Linked DNA regions of Gossypium raimondii: region 1 is linked to region 2. The links are chromatin contacts, called in public Hi-C maps. All regions are on one chromosome and are shown on one strand. The core of a region is the stretch at or near the end of the contact, and the rest is flanking DNA. Distances in the headings are between cores, read along the strand shown. Region 1 holds the start of LOC105804126 (rhamnogalacturonate lyase B). Region 2 holds the start of LOC105804139 (protein NETWORKED 2D).

What was found. Hi-C and Micro-C count contacts between places; a contact is called where the count stands out from the background.
Region 1: a contact with region 2 is called in a Hi-C map of leaf, with 3 times the contacts expected there. The contact joins the promoter of LOC105804126 here to the promoter of LOC105804139 in region 2. A contact is called at or near these places in 2 of 2 Hi-C or Micro-C datasets (both in leaf).

Annotation. Positions count from the first base shown.
Region 1 is chr11:34,343,324-34,346,745 of ASM2569854v1, forward strand. LOC105804126 (rhamnogalacturonate lyase B) reads right to left here and starts at 2,168. Exons shown (of 17, transcript XM_012636617.2): 1 at 2,019-2,168; 2 at 1,737-1,871; 3 at 884-944; 4 at 614-735; 5 at 466-504; 6 at 254-376; 7 at 24-143. The coding sequence starts at 1,846.
Region 2 is chr11:33,962,603-33,966,021 of ASM2569854v1, forward strand. It overlaps LOC105804139 (protein NETWORKED 2D), which reads left to right and starts at 1,521. Exons shown (of 2, transcript XM_012636626.2): 1 at 1,521-1,892; 2 at 2,275-3,419. The coding sequence starts at 1,799.

The sequences.
Region 1 (3,422 bases), core at 918-3,417, 380 kb after region 2:
GGGTTAATCTTTGGTTTTTTTACTTGTCTTCCTTGAGCTTGAAAACAATTCTTAATTGATACATCTGTGCATCCGGAAAATCCTCCTGGCGCTCGAAAATACCATACATGTATACCCCTGGAACGCCTCGTCGGACTATAAACCTGGGAGAATGTTAAAAATGAAGCATAAGGGCAATCACAATTTGTGTTTTTTTAAGCCGTATAATCAAACTTGTGCAAAATATTGAGGTTTGTTTATAACAATTCCATACCTTTTGTCAATGTTTAAGGGAACTGTCTTGCCATGGTCTGCTCTGAAATCCCAATTTTTGGTAAAGGAAATCTCCACTAGCTCATCAGTATGTGCTATGACCTTCACATGTTTTGTTTCCATTCTGGGAAGTAACATGTAAACAACCAGTGTTAACTAAAGAAGTGACGGGTATTCAGGAAATCATTTATGTGGAAATGGTGGAAAACTCACTTGTCAAAGGTACTGTTATCCCAGACAAAGTCCCAGTACCTGGAATATATAAATCTAAGCAATGGAGAAAATGGTTTTTCCAAATACTGGAAATTTGAAAAACATAAAACAGCACTTTTGCATTCGTTCTAGTTAAAAAGGGGCATACCCTCTATTAGAGTTTGGGTTTCCACATTCAAGCACATTATCCATCCCCATATATTTTATTCCTGTCACATGACCAGATGGGTTCTCAATAGTGACTTCAATAAGTCCATTATCAATAACCACCTGAAAAACAAACAAAAAAGAAAAGAAAAGAAGTCCATTAGATAGTTAATAATATTTTGATATGAAGAAATAAAAGAATTAATAGAACCAGACATCCATGTTCGTTGCACCTAAAACAAAGTGAAAGCAAATTTTTATACTTTCTTACGTTGTGATGACTTATTTGCAACCGGACATGAGGGTTACAATCTCCAAGGTTCAGGATTTTTCTGCAAATCAAACATCCAAGAGTAGTATGTATTTAGTTTTTGTGACATGACTTATAGTTAGTACAGATGTTTAATTTGTCCATGAAAAGAAAAGAAAAACCAAAAATTTATGCTCCAAGAAATTTCCAAAGTAGAATACCAGCATTCTTCCACTAATTTCATGAGCAAACTTAATAGTACCCTCTTTAGTAGAAAATTTTGATACCAAAGACAGAAAAATAACAAGAAAAACCATGCAGTCATATGTTGATGTAAACAAATAAAAGCATTGCAGCAGAGAAAATGTGGAATTTCATTTTCTGGATGATTATTTATACTTTAGGATTGAATTAAAAAGTTTTCAATTTTTCGATCGAGAAAATGTGAAATTTCTAGGATACCAATCACCAACTCTTGTGAGTGGTTGCGGTCACGGGTCATAATTCAACCAACCCCTAACCCCCTGTGTTTGAGTTTATGTGTGAAAAAAGGCCATGGTGTCCCAAACCAATTGGCCTAAACAACTCGTGATATGTAGAGAGAGAAAATGGAAAGATGTGAACAAGGAAACAGTGAACTAGAAACAAAGAATATAAAGTCACAAGGAATTAGATTGCTTAAGGAATAATGACAAAAAATGCAACAGGGTATTCGGACTCATCGACTGTCATGAAAGTAATGCAATCTGTCGCTCTCTCTTTCTCTCACTCTTTTGGGTCTCCACTCTCTAGTACCATAAGCAGAGCAGGGGAAACATGCGGAGTAGAACAGGATAAAAAAATATGGGAGAATGAGGAAGAGCAAAGCAAGAACCTGACAGGGATTTCAGCAGAGCATGCAGAGTAAAAGAGTGACAATTCAACTATCATTAGTAGCCATAGAACAAGCTGTCCCAAATGGCTCCTGTGTGCCACCTTCTCCATCCAGTATTCTTGATGGACTGGAGAGCTGTAAATCGAAAAATACATAACAAAACCATAAAACGCTTTAGAGTTTCAGATGATTTATGATACCCTTAATGCTTTGACAACTCTCAATGGAACACCAGAAATGGGAAGTGGAAGTGGAAGTGGAAGTGGAAGCGGAAGGGGTTACCAGATTCACCATAGAAGGAAAAGAAATCCAATGAGCTTCACAATGTTAGAAGTTTTGAAACCAAATTGGAGATTTTTGTTTGTTTGTTTTTCTTTTTGGGTTGCAAAGTGTCTGGGGTATCGTTACAAAGATATAGAGGGGGAATCTTAATGGCCTTTTAGTAACGTGCACCAACCATAGTGGCCTTTATACAAGAAAGTCTTCTAATCACAAAACAACAACTCTTTGACTCTTTTAGTATTCACAGCTATTTACCATTCTTAATTTTATAGCTCCCTTTAACTAAAACTTATGCAAATGTTGTAAATGGAATTTATGATAATTTTAGTCTACAAGTAGTATTATTGAAAGTAAAATGTTATTAGAAAAGCCCAAGTTTGAGCTATATTTTATACGTGTATAAAGTTATGCTTGTTTATTTGAACACATAATTTAGAAAGAAAGAAAATCATTGGAAAGGGGCGTAAGATGACAGAAGAAACCTATTCTATTTAGTCCTAACTTAAAAATGTTTCTCCAATAAAATATTTTTAGTTTCTGAAAAATTAATTTATTTATAAATACTTTTATTCGAAAAATATTTTTTCCCTAAATTATTTTTGAGAAGTATTATCAAACTAAACCTTAAATGTAGACATAAGTGCTGCTGATAATAGATTTGTCAAAATCAAGAACAAATAACATGTCCTCGTGACCCAGACGCTTTTTAGAAACAAGGTCACCGAGAAAACAACATATTCACGTATTAAATGTACGTCAGGTGATGTATTTTTATATCTGATTAATTAAATATTTATCCGTTTAGTTTAATTTAAATTAAATGGATAAGTATTTATCTATATATTTTTATTTGTTTTAATTTTAATTTAAAAATTAATTATCACATTTTTAAATTACATAATTTGTCTATTATTTTCGAATAAATTTAAAAATAATTATTATCTTACATATTTAATTAGATAATTAGAAATTTTAAAATTTAGATGAATATTTAATTAGATAATTATATAATTAATTAAATTTAATTTATTTATATTTTTATCTATTTTGAATTTGAACTTTAACATAAATATTTTGAAAATGAATTATGGCATGTTTATGAATAAAAGGTATATTACTTGGAAGAGATAAATTAATAAAAAATTGTTTTCTCAAAGAGAATGGCAATTAAGTTTTTCTCCTTTTCTTTGTCATTTTAGCTATCAATCTATGTATATATTAGTAAAATATTGGGAACAATCGGTTTTGTATCAGACAACATAAAATTGTAAGAACTTTTACCGTATCTATATATATATTAGTAAAATATTTTCATAAATTTACTTATAATTTTAAAGTGAAATTCACAAATTCAAAAATTCATTGATTCTTTTTAATTCAAAATAACGATGAATTGATTTTTCT
Region 2 (3,419 bases), core at 271-2,770:
ACACGAATTCAAAGTGCGAACCGTGTAAAGTATGGATAATAGTGAGCATCATTACACAACTAGATAAAAAATTACTTATATTATAAAAATTAAAATTAATCATAAAATATAAATAAAGAATACAAATTTATTTTATTTGAATATAAATATATTTATTTAATTTGTGAACAACTAAATAATTTTAAATAATAACTAAATTAAATTAAAAAATCCAACTCAACATTACAATTTAAGTCAATCTTTTACTTTTTAGATTTTTCTGTTTAGAGCTACCCACGATGAATTTCACAATAGTTATGATTTCTATCTAGATTTGTCTAAAGATTGAGTAGTAGTCGGGTTAGGTTTAAACAATAATTTTGTATCATACACCAGTTCCAATTTAATTGCAAAATATATAAAATATTAATTAAAAATATTTTTTTAATCTTTTATTTTTTTAACAGTAAAATGAGAGTTTTGAATGGGTCAGCCCAAAAATAGGTCCGGGCTAGAGCCGGGCCCATGGACAGCCCTAGCTGTCTCGAGGATTGAATTTTTTTTTCCTTCATTTGGTCAAAATCCAGCAAATGCATCTTAAATGACATATGGCTGCAGACGGCCAAAATAATGGTTAAACAAATATAAAATATATATTTCTAAAAATGGGTTCCCCCCCCCCCACCAAAAAAAAAAAAAACCTTTTTCTATGAGCACTCTATAATAAAGCATCCTTTTGTTCTTTATTTGGTTAAAATGTGCTATAAGTCCCTGTACTTTTCTAAAATTAGGAATTCAGTCCCTGTACTTTCATTTCATGAAATTTAGGTCCAATTGTTAACAATGTTAAATTTTTTTATTAAATTAGTTACTATGATAATTTTTACATAAAAATAAAAAGCCTAAATTCCATGAAATAAAAATATGAATACTAAATTCTAATTTCGAAAACTATCAACAATTTTTTATTTTACTGTTTAGTACTTTAGATGAGATTCCAAGTCGGTTGTTGGACTGACACATTAACTTTGCTTATGATAACTTTTCTTTATAAAGAAAAACTCGAAATAAAGTTGTGAAATAAATATTTTATATAAAAATTTAGAATTATGGATGAAAATTGAAAGAAAGTACATGAGGGTGAGATTTATATTTTTAATTGTTGTAATTGAGACAATAATAATATTATTAATAATATATGAAAATTAGAATTAAAACACCCTAATTTAAAAGTTTATTTATTTAGTGAAAAAAGAAAAAGAAACAGTTTTAAAAACTGAAGTGGGTTTTGTTTTGGTAAATAAATAAATTACTGGAAAAAATGAAATAAAACTTAATTATTGTCATTTTTAGAAAATGAAAAGCATAAATCAAAAGTAAATTAGTGAAATGGCAAGTGCAGAAGCAAAAAAAAGTGAGTACACGTGGAGACAGGTCAGTGGGTGAAACTTTTGAACTGTTTTTCTTTGATGTGCATTGGCATGGCAGTGCCGTTTTCATGGTTTATTTTAATAGGACGGAACAAAATATTCGGGCGAAGATTGCTCCTCGCCATGATCCCTTAACAAAAACCAAAATATCTTTTCTTGTAGATTTCTTTGAATCGTCAAAATCTAAGATTTTCTTTCTTTTCTTTTCTCTTTCTTCGCTTATTCTTTAATGGTTTCCATGTCTTCGCTTTGTTCTATAATTTAGTTAAAAGAGAGTCTTGCATGCTTTTGGGGGTCTTCTTTTACATTTCCAAAGTTTCTTTATACATCTTTTCTACTTGTGTTTTTTTGTATTCCAAGATCCAAAAGGTTTTTAAGGGTTTGAAAATATGTTGCAAAGAGCTGCTAGCAATGCTTATTCATGGTGGTGGGCTAGCCATATTAGAACAAAACAGTCGAAATGGATGGAACAAAACCTTAAAGGTAATTCATCTGTTACTTGATATTTTTTTCATTAAATTGTTGTCGAAAGTATAATCATTTCTGGGTTTGGGCTGATATATTTGCTTTCCCCATTTTATTGGATTTTTAATTTATGAATGAAAGCTGGAATTTGGGTATGAGTTTCCAGTCTTTTTTCTAATAATCTTTTATATAAATAACACATTGTAAATGCAGATTGACAAATAGAGTTCGATTAACATAGTTGATCAATCCATTGTATTGAAACAAATAAAGGAAATCTAAGAAAAATAAAGAATCCATTAAACAAACTTACCTTTCTAAGCATTGCATTTGGCTTTGAGACACTCGAGCAATATCTGTATGACTGGAAAGCTGTCTAAGAAAACACAATGAATTGCAGATATTGAGGAAAAGGTATCCATTGTGATTAAACTCATTGACGAAGATGGAGATTCGTTTGCCAAGAGAGCAGAAATGTACTACAAAAAGAGGCCAGAATTGATTCAATTTGTGGAAGAATTTTACAAAGCTTACCGTGCCTTAGCCGAACGGTACGATCATATATCAACAGAGCTGCAAAATGCAAACAACACAATTGCTTCTGTTTGTCCGGAACAGGCTCAGTTTGCAATGGTTGATGACGAGGAATATGGCTCACCCAAATTCACAAAGTCTCCAGTAAACTATAAAGGCGATGTCCCCAAGGTTCCAGACCTTCCTGTCAAAGATTTGAAGAGTTTAATAACATCAGCCACGAAGAAAACGGAACCTAAGAAACCAACGAAAGTCACTACTGATGCGGTTCCTAAATCTGGTTTGACCAAGGCTGAGGGGCTTGAAGAGATTCATAAGCTTCAGAAACGAATCCTGGCATTGCAGACTGAAAAAGAGTTTGTTAAGGGCTCTTATGAGAGTGGACTAGCCAAGTACTGGGAAATAGAAGATGAGATAAAAGCATTGCAAGAGAAAGTTTACAGTTTGGAAGATGAATTCGGTGAAGGTAAGGTCATTGAAGATGATGAAGCTCGAACCCTTATGACAGCGAAAGCTTTACAATCATGCAAAGAGACATTGGCTCAGATGCAGGAGAAGCAAGAGAGGTCAGTCGTGGAAGCAGAAGTGGAGCAGAAAAGGATCAAGGATGCCAGGGAGAAACTGGATTCTCTCAAGAACAAGTTTCACTTAACTGAAGTCGGTTGGGAACGACCATCTGATGTACATAACTCAGGAATAGTAGCAGAAAGGTCTAAAAAATTTGAACAAGAAGCGAGTGATACTACCCAGAAGAGAAAGGAGATGGAGACCTCGATACCAAAGATAAAGGAGCAATTTGAGGTTGGCCTTTGTGAATCTTTGACTGTAGCAGAAATGGTGGAGAAGGTTGATGAACTTGTGAACAAGGTAATCAGCTTAGAAACTGCATTCTCATCTCAGGAAGCTCTTATCCAGAGACTTAGAACTGAGGCTGATGAGCTTCAAGCCCAGATTCAGACCTTGGAAGATGTTAAGGCCACACTGATTCATGGAAAGAATGATTTGAGGAAC